2 separate regions of the Gossypium hirsutum genome follow, and region 1 is linked to region 2. The links are chromatin contacts, called in public Hi-C maps. All regions are on one chromosome and are shown on one strand. The core of a region is the stretch at or near the end of the contact, and the rest is flanking DNA. Distances in the headings are between cores, read along the strand shown.

Region 1 (5,472 bases), core at 1,077-3,576, 51 kb after region 2:
ATGTTTTATTAAATGATATGAGATAAAAAAATAATCATAAAACTATTTCATTTTCTTTCATCATAATGTTTTATCAAATAAAATATCCTGTCATTTCAATTGATGTAGCATTTTGTTCATGTCATGTAATTTTTATTTTTTTTAAAATTACAAAATTATTCTAATCACACATTTTGTGAGATAATTCTTTCAATAATTAATTTTAATCAAGTTTATTTCAAAATAAAAATGAAATACTAAATTTGCACCCAAAAATTAAACAAATTTATATTGTCGAAGACAATAGAGTTATAAATTTGTTTTTACCCCGCCAAAAATTTAGGATATAATAGTAAGATATATTATATTTTTAATGAGAAAATATAAATTCAAACTTTTGAAATGAAATTATTAGGAGGAGTGACCACAAACGCCAAACATGAAAAATATAAAAAATAAAAACTGTCTTTACCTTTTGTTTCTTTGTTTGCGTACACATATATACTAGATTATGGTACACCCACTATATAAGTGAAAATTTTATGTAACAAATTTAAAACAAAAAAATTGATATAATTTTAGTCAAAATGGTAAACTTGAGTTATTAAAAATTATAATGTTTTAGATTCCAATCTCATCATGTGCAAATATTTTTCTGTATTTTATATAAAAAAATAAAATTATCCTCAAAATAATATCTTATGCTTTGTCAAAATATTTTCGTAAATTTTTCACAAATCGATTTAAATCCAAGGGTTACGGTAATAATTGTATTGCATGAAAATTATTTATTTAAAATATAATTATACGTGTAAAAATAATATCCACTAAATAATGAAACATATGATTTGAAATTAATAATATATATAATATGTACAAAGTTAAAATAAATTAAATTAATTTAGATTTTGAGTAAAAAGAATCTTAAATAGGTAAATACAGTTGGTTAAGAATATTAAATGTATTCCAATTTCTTTTTGGCTTGTATTGCCATTATTTACAGCATGTTAAAATGTTATAACTTATTTTATGTATAAGTAGGTATTTTAGTCATTTTCCCAACTAAATTGGTGTCACAAGTTAATCCGACATCAACTAATTAGTCAAGGGTTTAAAGTTAGTAAAGATATAGCAATGTGAATGAAAAACCTTCTTATGTACAAGTATTAAAATTTATCTCAAAGCAGAATTAAATCTTTGGATGAAGTAGTAAATTTAAGGTTTTATAGATGCTAGTACCATAGGTTCAAATTTCACTATATGTAATTTTTTTTAAAAATATAGAAATATATTCATAATAATATAAATTATTTTGTATATAATAAGGTATTTTAGTTATTTCTTTAACCGAACTGATACCAAATTAACTCGTAATTTCTTATGAAAACATTTGTATGCAAATGTTTATTATTCTCTTCCCAGGATATATTGAATATGTTTGCAAGAATGTAGTAATCTATAATGAATATCAAATTTTCAAAAAATTTAGAATTGGTATTAAACTTTAAAACCTTGTTAGGATTATAACAAATATGTCTCGTTTGGTTACGAGGGTAACAATCAGAAGAAAAAGCTTATTTATTACGTATGTATTATAATAGTTAGATATAAAATAAAGAATAGTTAGTACAAATTTAAATTTGAAATTAGAAAGATAAATAATAACTCTTATAAAAAATAAGGCCTTTTCAAAATAAGCGAAAAATTTTCTTTCTCTTTACTAAAAATAAATCATGAGAGTGACTAAATATAATCAATTGAATCAATTTATTGCTAATCCATGTGCTAAAACATGTATAAAAAATAATATGCCTACCAAATATAACATTACATCTTTATGCCAAACTTGATAGTAAATACAAATCGAGTAGAATATGTAGTCAATTTTAAACACATTTGTTCCATTGTTGTGTAGCTTCACCTCAATTCCAACTCAAAACATGTTTTCTTGGTACAATGCTACTAACTTGGAAAAAGTGGTGTCACAATCTATTCTTTAAAATTTTCCGTGATATTGTGCTCACGAAGCTGGTGCGACATGGGCAAAAATTTGGATGGATGAAGATTAAGCTCTAATATTAAAGGCTTGAATTTGATTCAAAATGTTCTCTACTTTATATTATATTTTTTATTTTATTTTATATATTATATAAAATCATATATAAAACCAATCTAGTCATGAACACCTCTTAGCTCGGAATTTCTTTAAAAAATAGGGTCAAGAAAACAACATGTGGGTTTCAAATCCCAGGCTGTTTGCAAGAAAAAGTAGATGCAGCATATATGAAACAAGCATTATGTAAGTATTACATAAGGATGACAAAGGCATTCATTTACATGTGAACCCTGGGCTGAGGCAATGAATGGCCCGCCACGGTGGGCCTACAAAGGTGACAGCAATGCACCCCCACACCCCACCCTCCCCGAAATGCAGTGTTGGTAGTAAAAGCCCTTTCAGGCTTTTATATAGGAAAAAAGAAAGAGTCTGACTTGACACCTCTTTAGGACAAAAGTCTCATTGGAACCTTTCGAAAGGAGCCACTGCATGAGACAAACCAGCATTAACAACACCCCCTGCAATATGCTTGTACATGAGTCGGTCAAATTAAATTTATATCAAATTTATATATCATATTAATATTATATATTTTTTTGTTAAAATCGTTTAACTTGGACTCTATTTATATTTCTGAATCATTAATTAATAGAAGATTAATGAAGATTTTTTAACAAAAATTTCATATATATATATTTTGTTATGGTATTTTCTGTTAACAACCCGAAACTTGAATATAACTTCGAACTACCAACCTACAGCTCGAGTAGATGAGGAGGAACTTTGGCCTCACAAGGTAGAGACATTAAGGCTTACGGGGAGAGCTCGCGAGCTAAGTTTGCATATTCCTAGGTGTTCGTAGGCAAAGGGTGTGAAATCAACTGAGTGGTTCGATGAACACGTGTTAAGTCTAGAACAGTATACATGTTGGTATGCATAGAGTTTACCTAAGACGTCATTTCGATAAATAATAATATTTTATAAATATCCGATTCTCCTCACTAAAAAAACAAATTAAACACTCAATATATATAATATAAAAGTTGTTCAAGAATCAAATAAAAATTAATATCTATAGTTGAGTGGCATTCATTGAGAAGGGATTAATGAGGAATCAATGGCCATCGTATTGAAGATGATTTTAGGGTTTAAATTTTCACAAATGATCTGTGATGAAATTAATTGGAAAGGTACAAGATGGCAAATAATATTGAAAAACTAGCCAAGAAGAGTCAAAATGAAAAGGACATTGCATTAAACTACAAAATCTAATAAAATTGAGAAAATAATAAAAGATAATTTACAAGTGTATGGCACCAATGAGGCATGTTTGAAAATTAGAGGTATTTATAAGCTCTGATAAGTAAAGTTTAAATTGATTTTGTGTATAATTTTAATATTATATATATTTATTCAAGTTCGATATTTTATCTTAATTCATTTATATTGATAAATGATTAATTTAAAATCATTTCTGTCCACTCACAATTTTTTTTAAACTTTTTTAAATAATATAATTAGTTTTATTTAATATTTAGTAATTATCAAAATTCTTTTTTTTAATAAATATCTAACATATTTTTAATATACATGTGATATAAAAAAAAAGACAATATATATTATAAACTTGAAAATGAGTCGGATTAAGTTAAGTTTAAGATTTGAATATTAAAATTCAAATTTAACTTATACTTTTACTTAAAACTTTTTAAAAATTTTTTATACAATACTTAGAACTAGCCATAACCCCTCCTCAACCCTTAAATAAGAGGATAATTCGCTTTAACGCACTGAAATCCACTTCCTCTACACTGATAATAAACTCATGTGAATTAGCTAATAAGTAGGATAACCCAACCATTGATGAGATGGATTAATTTGCATATGGTGTCGGTTACCTGTCTCAAAAATAGCGAATAAGCATTACAATTAAGTCCCATGGACATGGGAAACACCAAAAACAGTTCAATTCAAACGGCCAATTCCCTATCATAACAGCTGGGAGTGTCCCATGTAAGTACATATTAATTATGATTGAAGATTAGGGTTTTCCTTTTTGTTTTTTTGTTTTTTTTTTTTGAGTCAGTCTTTTAAAGAGTTTATAAACATAAATATAAGTAACGTATAATATATATTGGATTAATTAAAATTGAAATTGAAATATATAACTTGGATCATTGAAATCTTAAAGTCTCATCGAAATAAATTATAATTATACGAGAAATTACAATAAGAATTAATAATTAGACGAATAGTATCATAAAAATAATTAAATAAATAAAAAATTAATTGAATAATTAATTTAACTTAAATCACAAACTAAAATCTATTTGGACAACTCAATTAAAATAAATTTAAATCAAATTTATACATCATGAAACTTGAATACGAGACCTCAAAATTTTCAAAAGCCTCATTAATTGAAATTAGGGTATGATGTGTCACATGAGTTATGTTTGCTGATATCCATATATTTTAAGCATACTCAAATTTTATATGTTTGTCTATATATGTTTGGAAAAGTAATACACGTCTATTTTCAAATATGTGTCAAATACTATAATATACAAAAGATTTAAAAGATTACATGAAATAGTTACATCAATATATATTACTTTCATTAGTATTAAGGTAATCATTTTAAAAAAATCGTCTATTTATTATGCATCACATGTAATAATTAAATAAAAAAAATTGACTCAATTGTTGTTATAATAGATTTTCGATTTCGTAAAAATAAAATTAAAGTAAAATAATTTATCAGAATGCCATGGTAATTGGTAATGATAAGGTTTAATTTATGTACTATTTTACACATAGAAGATAAAAACATATATTCCAAATCAATTAATTTAAGTATATAATTTTTAATTTGGTTGATATTATTATTATTGAAATAATTTAAAATATATATATGTTTAAATGTATTTAAATTTGTAATTGTTGATAATACAATGTAGATAACCTCACATTGGTTGAGGAAAGGCTTTTAAGAGGGTTTAAATATAGTCTTATCTCTTATTTTTATTGAGCAATTGGGGGTTAAAGGCCTAACACATATGTGCTGTTGCTCGACCTATGTTTGTGTCTTGAAGTGTCTACGACATGTACCATGCATGTTATTTGGGTATACAAATATTGAAGTATTACCCTAACCATGGAGGGTGAGCCCATATTTCTTGATTTGATTTTAATAGGACTCCTTAATATAATTTATATAATATAGACATCCTTTCGATACTTCAAATCTGAGTAAAATGCCCCCAGTAACCCAGCGGGAAACTTGGACATTGTATAAGAGAGAACAAAAAAACCCAAGTAGGCATAGAACATTTCTTCAGGTGTGGGGTGGGCAAACTTTTGAAGGCTTGAACCATTTTAAAAAATGGTGTTGGACCACCACCCAGAGGCCCAGCAGCCTGGTTCTTGTAGTACCA
Region 2 (5,489 bases), core at 34-2,533:
CCTTAAACCTTGACAGTAAATGATAACTTTGTTGAAATTTAATTTAATTTATTTATTTATTTTTCTTAGTTGGACGTGATTCAAAAATTGAATGAATTTATTTGGGTTCATAAAAATATTTGATATATTTATTTTTTTTGAACATTTTAGGAAAGAGGATGGATATTACTAAATTCATCGTCATTTTATTTTGGGTTTATTTTGCAGAAATAAATGGTAATAGGAGCCGAAGGCTTGGCCCTTAAAACTTTTTCTTCAAAATTTCATTCATTTCTTAAGCTTTTGAAAATTCTTAATTATGTTAATTCTATTTATGTTTTTGAAAATCTCATTAAACTTCATAAAAATTTTAAAAATTTTTAGAAACTAATATGGATCATGTTAAATGGAAAAAGAAAAATCTTATTCTAATCCCTTTTAGGGGTTTTAATTTTGATATTGAGAAATTTTATATTATTTCCCAACATACATTCCTACAAAACTTATTTCTTAGAATATGGTTATTTAGGAGTACCTTAACACCTAAGGGTGTCGAGTTTAGTATAAGAATTCTAATCACTGAATTTTTTTGGAATCAAGAAAGAAACAAAAAAAATTGAATTTCGAGTGATAAAATCTGATACTCATAAGTGTTAAGTTCAACCTTATTTATTTAAATCCGAACTTTGAGCTTGGTTCTTATTAATATCAAGTTTAGATTAACATTTTGACTATTTACTCCTATTTGTTTCATACTTACAAAAAAAAACATGTTTAACAGTAAACAAATCAGACTTAGAACCTAGACATCTATGGGTGTTGAATTCAGCCTTACTCTATCAACTCCCATGGGATCAACTTCAAACAAGAAAGAGTAAATAACCAAAACGTTAAATTATACTCGACATCAATAAGAGTTGAGGTCTTAATTAAAATTTAAATAAATAATTCCGAACTCTGACACCCATAAATCTTGACTTATTAATTAAAATTCTTTTTCTTTATTCCTTTTCCTACCTTAAAAAAATTCATCCGTAAATTTCTCAATATGAAAGTAAAAAAGAATATTTCTTTATATGGATACCTTGATTTTTTTTAACTATAGACGATAGATGACGGCGGTCGCTAATGCCGAGTTTATCCATACTTTCCACGACAGAATCCATAGGGACGCCCATGGCTGCTGCAATACATTACAAGCCCCATGGCCAAAGGGGTCGACCGCTCACCCTATGACTCTATGTTTCGGTGACTTTATATATACATACACAGACAAATATGAGCTGAAGGCCACATATTTAAGTAAAAGACACTACTCATATAACCATGTGAGCTTTCATTTTAATCAAAAGTCTAATCAAACTTGACTATGCATTAATCCAAAAATCATGCCCTCCAGCCACTTCTTTCTTATCCTTTTATTTTATTTATTTTCATTATTGCATATAATGTTTAATATAAGTATAAATATATGTTGAAGTCATTATATAATATAATTAGATTACGATTTAAGATTTTCAAATAATATATATATATATGTTCATGAGACCTTAATTCTTTTGAGATCTCAAGTCTCACCTTATGCATATATATATATATATTAATTTAGGTGAATAAGTTTGTAATTGATTAAATAGACTTTATTTTGGTGAATTATATGATGAGGGCAAAGTTCTAATGTTAATGTGATTAGCGTAACTTGAACTCAAACTATACTTAACACAGTAAATATACATGTATTCATTAAATAGAAATTTTAATTAAACTTCAACAAGCATATTTTAAAAAGTCCCTTCAAATTAGGGTGCAAGAATGTTGAACATTGAATTAGACAAATATACTTGCGTCTAGAATAAAAGAAGTCTATATTCATTGGACAAGAAAATTGGACAGCAACTATTTATAGCTATAATTATATATGACATGGTAAGTTGAAGATTTTAATACTACATTCGATGCTTGAGAAGGCTTGTACTATTTTCTCCTATACTCAGAGACAATGCAATTAATAAAGCTATGAAAGTTTTATGCTTTAATTGGAGAAAAATAGATATGGAAAGGGATAGAGGTAAATTAAAATTTAATATTACTGTTTATTTATAATATAGCCTAGGAAATCATATATACTTTTTTTTAATATAATGCCTAAAATTATCTATAGCTTCTCCTTAACTCATAAATGGGAGGATAATACACTTTAGTGCACTTGAACCCGTATCCTTCTACATTAACAACAATACCCATATCAATCGAACTAAAACTAATGATAAAACGCGCATGAACAAATTTAAACTTTTGGAATTCATATTTTATATTAATGCAAATCCTAAAAAAATTCATAAAATCTGTTTCCCGATATTATTCCATGATTTTAGTAAATTATATTAAACAACGTTTACAATTTTCCAATATAAACCAATTTGTTACCTTAAACCATGATTATATCATTTGATACTTTTAATGTAATGTTTAATTTTCACTAGACCATATCAATTTCAATCTAATTAACTCTAAAAAAAATGTTAAGTATGTAACAAATGCAACAATTTCCTTTATATTTTAAGCATTAACCAAATAGATAAAATTATATTTTCTAAACAATTTCCTTTTTTTTTTAATTTATACTTAATTTGACTTTTTGCTTGAAAATTACCATGATAACATTTCACTAACAATTGAAAATTGAAAGTAACCTCTAATTTGTCAACATATTACAGGTATCAAATGTTAAACTTATAACTGATTTAAAACTGAATGTTACCTGGGCAGCTTATGAAGTTGACATTTCTCACGTCACTAATTAAAAATACGCCTAAGGTAAGTGCACCTATTGATAAATAATATAGTTATGGTGAGTAGAGATATCGTATTCATGAGGACTAAGAGTATTAGTAATTGCTGTTTTCTTATTATTTAGTCGACAAATTAGAGTGATCGGTTTTAAACTAAATTTACGAAATTAATTTAACTAAGAACTCAACAGAGAACGAATGAGGAAAATAATCGAAAGATAATCAATGAGAGAGACAATACTAGGAAAGAATCCACCTAGACTTCACCTATTATTATGAATCTGAATTAAATGATTTATTCACTTGGTGTCTTGATCCATAGAAATCCTTAAATTATGTTAATATCTATTTCGAGAATAAGAACAACTGACTCTAGGTTGATTAATTGAAATCTCTTTCTAATTAAAACCCCTCATCGTCGCATTAACTCGATCTATGGATTTTCTTATTAGATTTGACTCTAATCTGGTAGATTTATGTTGTCCTATTTCTAGGATTGCATGCAACTCTACTCAATTATGCTAGATTTACTCTTAAACAGGGACTTTTCCTCTATTGAATTAAGCACATTAAACATGAATTAATATCCCGGAAATATTAAAACAAGAAATAAACACACATAATTAAGAACAAGAATCAAGTATTTATCACGTAAAATAGATATTAATTCTGCCTGTTTGGGAAGCAGGTTGCGAAATCGACATGGGTTGGCACATGGACTTGTGTCCAGCCCATGTGGCTCACATGGCGTGTAACTAGCCCGTGTGGCTCTTGAAATCTGCTCTTTTTCTTCGATTTTCGCTTGCTTTTCTCTCCTTCTACTCCCAAATGCTCACCTAAGTATAAGAACATGAATTCAAAAGATTAGGAGCATCAAATTCACCAATTTGCATAAATAATCATCCAAAATCGCATTAATAATGGGATTAAGATATGTTAGTTTTATCATTTACCAGAAATTGTCAAAGCTTCTCTCAACTGGGCACATCAATTTGATCTCTATCACAATGGATCCAAGGTCAACCTCCTAAAAGTGGGTGACCAAACTCATTTTGAAGGAACGCGAGTTCATTTATTCACTAATGGTGCAGTGGCTAGAAACTTCGGGAATGCTTATATTGGCAGTGTGGTACGTGATCCGGTTGACAATTGAGTATTGGGATTTAATCGCTATCTGGGCAGATGTACACCTTTTGAAGAGGAACTTTGAGGTATTCTAGACAGGCTTCTCATCTTGTTAAATAAGGTTACAAAATGGCCATAATTCAGACAGATAATCTTGAGGTGATTAGAGCCTTAACAGTGATAGGGTCGAAAGATTCAAGTATTACCTTGATTAGAAGGATCCAACGGGTTATAAACTCTGAAGGACAGTGGGAGATCAGATATATACCCAGAGAGTGCAACATAAGTGTGGATAAATTAACTAAGTTCAGTTTAGCATGGTATTCAAGTTTACAAATATTTAACATACTTCCTAATAATGTGTTAGAGGCTCTTAAACAAGACACATTATTGTGGCGCTTTTGAACATTTGATTTAATGAAACTTATTTTTTTTGTAAAAAAAAAAAACCGAATATTACCATATTTATGTAAAAATTTTGTTACATAATATATATGATGTGAAATATGTATTTAAGATATATACAATTAGCACGTGGTTGTGTTATTTCAATAACATGAAAATAAGATTGCACACATCCTATTTTTAATAATTTTACGCTAATCAAATGTAATATTTAACCGTTTTACAATTTTTTAAATTGCATAAAACCATCACTACACCTTTGGGCTCAATTAATAAATTAAAACATGTTGTAAGGAATACAATTGCTCAATTTAAAACAGGCTTAAAGGATTAAATCAATTAAATTGAAACTTAAAATTAGATATTAAATTGTAAAGAATTAAAATTTTCAGGGACTTAAAACAAAATTATCTTTTTTTTTTCACTGTCGCATTCATTTCACGCTGCCCCCCCCCCTTCTTTCCGTCAAAACAATAACAAATAAACAGTTAAAATATACTAATCAACCAAAATAAAGATCGTCTAAAAAAACATACTTTATCATTTAAATTAAAAATTTTAAAATTAAATTTGGTGACTGAATTACCATTGGGTATGCATGTATATTTCAACCCTTCATATTCAATTTAGCGTGTTTTGCTTGAGAACAGGGTTGAGTAAAATTTTTTAAAAAATTGAAAAAAATTGTATTTCGAGTTAATCGAATTAAGTTATTCGAGTCAACTCGAATATTTCGAATTCTAGTCGAGTTGAATTTTACAATTTGAATAACTCAAGTAATTTGAATAACAAATTAGTGTAAATACCCCTTTGGTCCTTTTCAATTTTGAAAACAAGCAAATTTGTCTCTCTCTCAACAAAAATTACTAAAAAAATTCAAAATAATTTTAAATAATTTTTTAAATTTAAAATATTTATAAAATTTATTTTTAATAAAATCATAAAATCTGTAAAAATATATATAAAGAAAGTAAAATTTTAAAAATGTTCTAAAATAATAATTTTGGGACCTAAATAAGTTAATTAATGATTCAAGTTTATAATACTAAACTATCTTCTTCTTTTTTTTTTTTGCTTTGAAAAATTTTTCCAATATATATGGTTTCAAATTTATGTTCTACAACATGGAATTAATAATATTGTAACAAGATTTTAACTTAACTTGAATAATTTCACTCGATTTGACTC

The links. Hi-C and Micro-C count contacts between places; a contact is called where the count stands out from the background.
Region 1: a Hi-C map of leaf shows a contact between it and region 2, with 1.7 times the contacts expected there. The contact joins two enhancer-like sites. A contact is called at or near these places in 16 of 34 Hi-C or Micro-C datasets (anther, callus, hypocotyl and 2 more).

What each region holds. Positions count from the first base shown.
Region 1 is chrA13:6,186,150-6,191,621 of Gossypium_hirsutum_v2.1, forward strand. No RefSeq gene overlaps it. Among protein-coding and RNA genes, the nearest start is that of LOC107941488, 12 kb to the right of the region's middle. Within about 2 kb of position 2,327, at least 3 of the 9 cell types and tissues checked have an H3K27ac peak or open chromatin away from gene starts, as enhancers often do. A contact at or near this core is called in hypocotyl, where this site is marked.
Region 2 is chrA13:6,135,753-6,141,241 of Gossypium_hirsutum_v2.1, forward strand. No RefSeq gene overlaps it. Among protein-coding and RNA genes, the nearest start is that of TRNAP-AGG, 6.1 kb to the left of the region's middle. Within about 2 kb of position 1,284, at least 1 of the 9 cell types and tissues checked has an H3K27ac peak or open chromatin away from gene starts, as enhancers often do. A contact at or near this core is called in hypocotyl, where this site is marked.